2 separate regions of the Mus musculus genome follow, and region 1 is linked to region 2. A link is a contact called in public HiChIP or PLAC-seq data. All regions are on one chromosome and are shown on one strand. The core of a region is the stretch at or near the end of the contact, and the rest is flanking DNA. Distances in the headings are between cores, read along the strand shown.

Region 1 (3,351 bases), core at 81-2,580, 190 kb before region 2:
AATAAGTAACATAAATGTTTGAGAGGATAGGGAGAAGGAGAAGCCTAGAATAATTGTCAAGTTATACAAATTGGTATGACCATTAAGGAAACAGTATGGAGGAAAAAAAAAGGAACTTCCATATGAGCAAGCCATCCCTCTTCTGACTCTAAACTCAATGATGCTGGATCACTATAGTGCAAGGAAATCTGCACTCCTATTTTCTTTGTAGCATTACCCACAATAGCTAATGTCTTAGGGTTTTACTGCTGTAAACAGACACCATGACCAAGGCAAGTCTTATAAAGGACAACATTTGATTGGGGATGGCTTACAGGTTCAGAGGTTCAGTCCATTATTATCAAGGTGAGACTATGGCAGTATCCAGACAGGCATGATGCAGGCAGAGCTGAGAGTTCTTCATCTTCTTGAAGACTGCTAGTGGACGACTAACTTCCAGGCAGGTAGAATGAGGGTCTTAAAGCCCATATCCACAGTGACACATCTACTCCTACAAGTTCACACCTTCTAATAGTGCCACTCCCTGGGCTGAGCATATACAAACCATGACAGCTAAGATATAGAAACAACCCAAGTATCTATTAATAGTTGAATAGATGAAGAAGGTAATAGATACACAATGGGATATTACCAGTCTTAGAATGGGATGGACTTTCATTTGTTACAACGTGGATGGACCTGGAGGGCATTCTGTTACATGAAATACTTCTGCACCCACAAGGCAGCTGACAATGTTCTGGTCTGTACCTCTAGTTCCAGGGGGATATGATGCCCTCTTCTGGATGCTGTGACCATTAAAGACATGTGGTGCACAGAAAATGTCAAGGTGAAACATCCATACACATAAAATTAAAGGTAAACTGTACGAACAAATGAAGATTCACCTTGCTCTCTGACTTCAGTTTCTCCACTTAGAGAGGGTGGTAATACTTGTGTTCTTGAGAATTAAGCTCCGTATAACATATCCAATATGTTTTCACACATGTAGGCTCACATGAGGACCCTATAGTCCTGTCTATGACCAAAACCAACTACTGATTTCATGCTTAGCTCATTTAAAGTCATTTAAGTCCAACACTGTTGCCAATCTGACCTCCTGAGGAAACATATCAAGCAGTTTTTAGCTACTTCCCATTTTTAAAAACTAAGTTGTGATGGCGAGTATGAACTGGAAAAAGTAATGAACGTATCTGGGTAGCATCACATATCAATGAGACAACAGTGAGGAGTAGAAATCAGAGTTCTGAGGCACTTGGGGAGCTGTGGTTTGAATCTGGAATCTCCGACTTCTGTCAAGTGCATATCCTGTTTGTGTCTCATATCCTGAACAAAGCTGATTACATAACCGGGTCTCCCCAGCAGGTGCAAAACTATTTTTAGAGTGTATGTATCATTGCTTAGAAGTGGATTAAAACAAACATGTGGGTTGTTCATCTACACTGAACAGGCCGGGCTGATCAAATATCCTCTCCATAGTGAAGAAATACAATGTGGGAGATACATGGTCTAATTGAACTTGTGAATCTTTGTTCATTGTTTAGAGAGTCCCTCTTTGCTAGTGCAGGAGGCCGGTAATGCATCTCTGATAGAAATTATAGAGGCTTTAAAATAAATGCATTTTGGATGTCAAATTTTAGGTCCTGCACCAGATGTTGTCTCAGACAAAATCTACCAGATCAGCAAAACAATTGAGGAATATGCCATATGTCCAGATCTTCGAATTGACCTATCTCGACTGGGAAGACAAGAATTTGACCTGGAGAACAAGTTCAAACCATTCAGAGGTAACAGATATCTTGAAAAAGTCAGAAAATTTTCCTGTGTGGGGCAACTTTCCAAGAGGGATGCATATGGTAGATTCTAGGTGTCCATGGATGTGTGGCGGGTCCTGGTTGGTGATCAGTGGTTTCTTCAGGGAAGGATACTCATGAAAACGACTGAATTAGTCATCTGAAGAGTGGCGCTGTATGAATAGTTGGAAAGTATATGCAGTGCAGAAAGAAACTGGAGAAACCTCTGAATTAGATATGGACACTTTCAAAAGCCACTCTCCAAACTGTATCATTCTCAACATAGGATAAGGTTTGTAGCATCATAGCATACACAGAGTAGACTGTGGACCACCAAAACTTGCTTTTCAATAATTTCTAAGTAATTAAGGCAAAGATGTGGGTCAAGAGAGCAATGGGTTGTTAAATTTCCCATGGGAGGTAGGAGTTTCTTTGACAGGCTAGAGCCATCCAGTTCTGCTTCATACACCATGCTTGATCACCTGCCCTATGCCAAGTACAGTCTCCAGAGATTTCACAAAGGAACTCAGTAACTCCCAAGTATTTTTTTAAAGGCAAAGTGTTCAAGAATTAAACAAACAGTCTGGCATACAATGTAACCACAGGACTCGGGAGACTGAGGAAGCAGGGTCATAAGTTGGAAACTAGCCAGAGCCCCACAGAGAGGTGTTGTCCCCCAAAAGGGAAAACAACCAGAATGAGTTTGACAAATGTTACATGTTTGAGTGGATAAACTATAGAAGAACTAAGAACAGAATTTATTATTTTACAGATTCAGTTTGAATACTATACTAATATTCATACTATGAATATGCATCTCATTTCATTTTATTCAATTAAAATTATACAGAAGGCATATAGTTAGCAATAGAGCTACCTTCTTTTATTCTTTCAGTCCCTCTACAAGATTGGGCACAGTTTGTGTTCCAGTGGTGTCCTCATTTTTACAAGTAATTCACCTAGATGAAAAAGATGAACTATCATAGGCACATGGTTTTTAAAAATATAGTAGTTTTATTAATTCTTTAAGAAATTTATATATTTACACAATGTACTTTGATCCTATTCACTGCCCCAACTCCTACTCATAATTTCTCCTGGATTCACCTTCACAACCTGTGCACAAGATTTTTAATGTCAGAGAAGAGCTTAAAATAAACTGTGTGGTGGCAAAAGCACTGGGATACCTATACCATGTCTTTCTTGGAAAGTTTTGAGTTGATTATTTGCTCAGATAGTATCTCCTGAAAGCCTTATCATATCCATTAGAAGCAACAGTGCCCATGTAAACAATAGAGTACCATTATTTGTTCTTCAATATTGTCATACATGTAAACAATGTATCTTCATCATGTAAACAATATATCTTGATCATATCACTTCCTAACTCTCCCACAGGCTCCACTCTTAACATGTCTTCCTTTCATATTCATGTTCTCTCTCTCTCTCTCTCTCTTGCTGTTTTTGTTTATTTTTAAACCACTGAATCTGATTAGTGCTTCCCTGTTGGAACATTGGTTGATCTTATTTGCTCGATATGGTGCAGGTAACCATACTTGCA
Region 2 (3,140 bases), core at 65-2,564:
TGTGTGTGCTTGTGTGTGTGTGTGTGTGTGTGTCCATCTCTTCAGCTATCAGTACACCTACTGATTTCATCATTTGATTGGTTCTTTTTATTTAGAAAACCCTGTCGTATGAATCCAGTGACTTAGACATGGAAAGGTTAGCTTTCTAGTTGAGCAATATTTCTTTGCCAAAATTTTTGTCTATGAACACTATGTAATGTGGATGTAATATATATAAATACGATTTTTTAAAAAAATACCTCATGTGTTAGAACAAGAATTTATAAATAGAAGTTGCGAGCCTTTATCATTTGCTGATTGGGTCCCGGTATGTCCTATGAGAACTCTGGTGGAAGATATTGGCACTCTTTCTAGAACCCTTGGGTTTCTGTGTCCACAGAAGGAAAGGGCTAGGCCACTCAGTTCTGGGCATGTGAGAACAGGTTGTATGTTTGTCTGTCTGCAGCCTTTCTGGAGCTTGAATCCAGAGTCTCAAACATACCAGGTAAGCATCCGACATGACCCAGCACTGAGTATAGTTTTAGAAAGTGGTTATCTACAAAGGTGTGGGTGGGCAGGATGCAGAGCTAGCAGCTGTGTCCTGAAAGATCATCAGCTGAGGCCCATGCATGGATGTGCATGTTATAATCCCAACATTCAGAAGACGGAGGCAGGAGGATTGTGAGTTTGAGGCCAACCTGGACAACTTAGCAAGATCTTGTCTAAAAGCAAATTGTAACATGTAAGGATCCAGTGATTCGTGAACTGGGCATCTCCATCCCACAAATGGTTTCCAACAGCAGAGGCAAAATGAGAAATTAAACTTTTGTGAGGGTTCTCCAAAGCAAGGCAATGAAAACATCTTTATTGGTTGATGAGAAAAATCTCTAGACGGAGCGAGGTGGATTCCGATCACTCGAGCAAAGGCTTCCCTTTACCATACATGATGCATTTGATTTCCGTCTGCTTGCGTGGGAGCCAAGGTACAAATCAACGCTTTTAATGAGTGTTCTTTTCTACACAACTGGCAGCGGGCACACAGCACAGAAGGTGAGAAGGGAAACGTGCGCTCTGCAGAGAGAACCACAAGGTGGAATATATTTAGTTTGTTACATAAAGCAGAATGATTACAGCAACAGTCTTCATTGCTAATTCTGCCCCAGGTTAGAATGCAGGCAGGACTAGGGAGTCCTGTTAGAGAGAAGCAGCAAACTAGTGAGGGAGAAGACTGGAGAGAGGAATCCAGTTGGTTGCTTTCGCTTACAGTTTCTTGGAAATCCTCGAATCCCTGCAGGCTGCAGGCGGCATCCATCCAGCCGGTTAGCTGGGTGGGAGGAAGTGAGAGAGCCACATGCAGACCTCAGCCACCTCTCTTTGCTTTATTGGTTTTGTGTAAAGAGTGAGAGCCAGACTTTTGTTTGTTTGGTTTGGTTTTTTGTTTATTAGCTTTAATTTTTTTGTTTGTGTGTGTGTTTGGTTTTGAGACAGGGTTTCTCTGCGTAGCCCTGGCTGTCCTGGAACTCACAGAGATCTGTCTGCCTCTCCCTCCCAAGGGCTGAGATTAAAGACATGTGCCACCACCACCCAGTAAGAGCCACTTTTTAAAAGTCTGAGATTTTGAACAAATGGTAATATCAGCTATGTACTGTTTAAAAAAGAAAGCAAAGACACACACACACACACACACACACACACACAGAGAGAGAGAGAGAGAGAGAGAGAGAGAGAGAGAGAGAGAGAGCGTGTTTCAGGTGTCCACCTTGCTTAATGGAGTAGAGCTGTTAGGCCAGCATTTAGGGGCTTATGCTCACAAGCTCATGGCCAGGCGGAGGGCCATAGGGAGACCCTGTCTCAAGCAACAATAATGAAATAAACAATAAACACTGAGTTTTTCTTGCTTATTCTTGGTGGTTAGTATTGCCACCAAGTGATGTACCACCTGACATACTCTCTGTCCCTCCTCACAATAATCCCTCAAGGAAACCAGAACTAACTCCATTTTATACCTAAAGAAACTTATGGGTGCCCATCTGCTGTGTGGTCAGAACTCCACAGACTCTAAGTCAGAAATAGACACGCTGGTCTTTGATACTCACTTCCTGTCTGCAAAACCTACCCCACATTGCAGTGATGTTTTAGCAAAACCCAGGCCCAGGTACACGGAGACTGAAGAAAGGGACAGATGCAGGATCTCATAGACTGCAATTTATCGTGGAACTTACGGACAAAAACACATGGCCCTGGATGACAACAAGACTAAGTGGATCCAATTACTTGGGACAAAAGAAGGGTTGGGACGAAAGTGACCTCACCTTAGCTGGAGTGGACCTGGCCTATCTTAAGAGAATATCAAAGAGCTGGGCACATTCTCGGCCCCAGGGTCTGCCTATAAAGACCCACATTCTACTCATGGTTTGGTTGGTTGGTTTTGGTAGATGGCGATGGTGGTGGTGGTTGGTTGCTTTCGCTTACAGTTTCTTGGAAAACTTCAGAGGAAAACTGAATAGTGTTATTTTAGGCAGCTGTGGAGGCAAGATGGCGTCACTCATGTCAAGCTGAGTCCATGGGAGTGTTCTGAGGCCCATAATATCTGCTCTCTGTAGCTGTCTTTCTATCTACAGAAATCACCTGAGAAATGAGACACAACGCTTCTGAAACTAGCTAAGTACCAGCGCATGCCCAACACCGCAGGATAGCTAAATAAGAAAATGTGTTTATTTTTTAAAAGATTCACAAGCTGGACACAGCAGTATGGGTCAATAATTCCAGCCCTCAAATGGCAGACACACGAGGATCACAGATTTGAGGCCATACTGGAATATATAGCAACTTCCAGGCTAGCCTAGCTATAGTGAGATCCTGTTTTAAGAATCAAAAACCCAAACAAACAAAAGACAAGAAATTCAGCCATTTTGAAAGAGCAAAGGAAAAATTTATTTTATTCTGCTTTTAGTAGTCTTTGAAGGAGAAAATACTCTCAAATTATCATAGAGGGGATTCAGTGTTTAGCAGTGGCTCCTGCAGGTCTGTCCTTTTTTGGCTTTGCACTCAGTCAGTCAGGAGGCTTCTTTGTAGCCAATCTGCAAGCTCAGAAATGCAGAAGGCTTCTCCTGCCCTCCAGAAGAGGGCTTCAGAGTCCCCATCCCAAGATTCAACCTGAT

The links. HiChIP or PLAC-seq counts read pairs in DNA pulled down with a chosen protein or histone mark.
Region 1: an H3K27ac HiChIP or PLAC-seq map of large pre-B cells shows a contact between it and region 2, with 2.8 times the contacts expected there. The contact joins two enhancer-like sites.

Annotation. Positions count from the first base shown.
Region 1 is chr19:24,822,725-24,826,075 of GRCm38.p6, reverse strand. Pgm5 (phosphoglucomutase 5) reads left to right here. Exons shown (of 11, transcript NM_175013.2): 3 at 1,638-1,784. Among named protein-coding and RNA genes, the nearest start is that of Gm52405, 34 kb to the left of the region's middle. Within about 2 kb of position 1,330, at least 10 of the 459 cell types and tissues checked have an H3K27ac peak or open chromatin away from gene starts, as enhancers often do.
Region 2 is chr19:24,634,780-24,637,919 of GRCm38.p6, reverse strand. No RefSeq gene overlaps it. Among named protein-coding and RNA genes, the nearest start is that of Tmem252, 38 kb to the left of the region's middle. Within about 2 kb of position 1,314, at least 6 of the 459 cell types and tissues checked have an H3K27ac peak or open chromatin away from gene starts, as enhancers often do.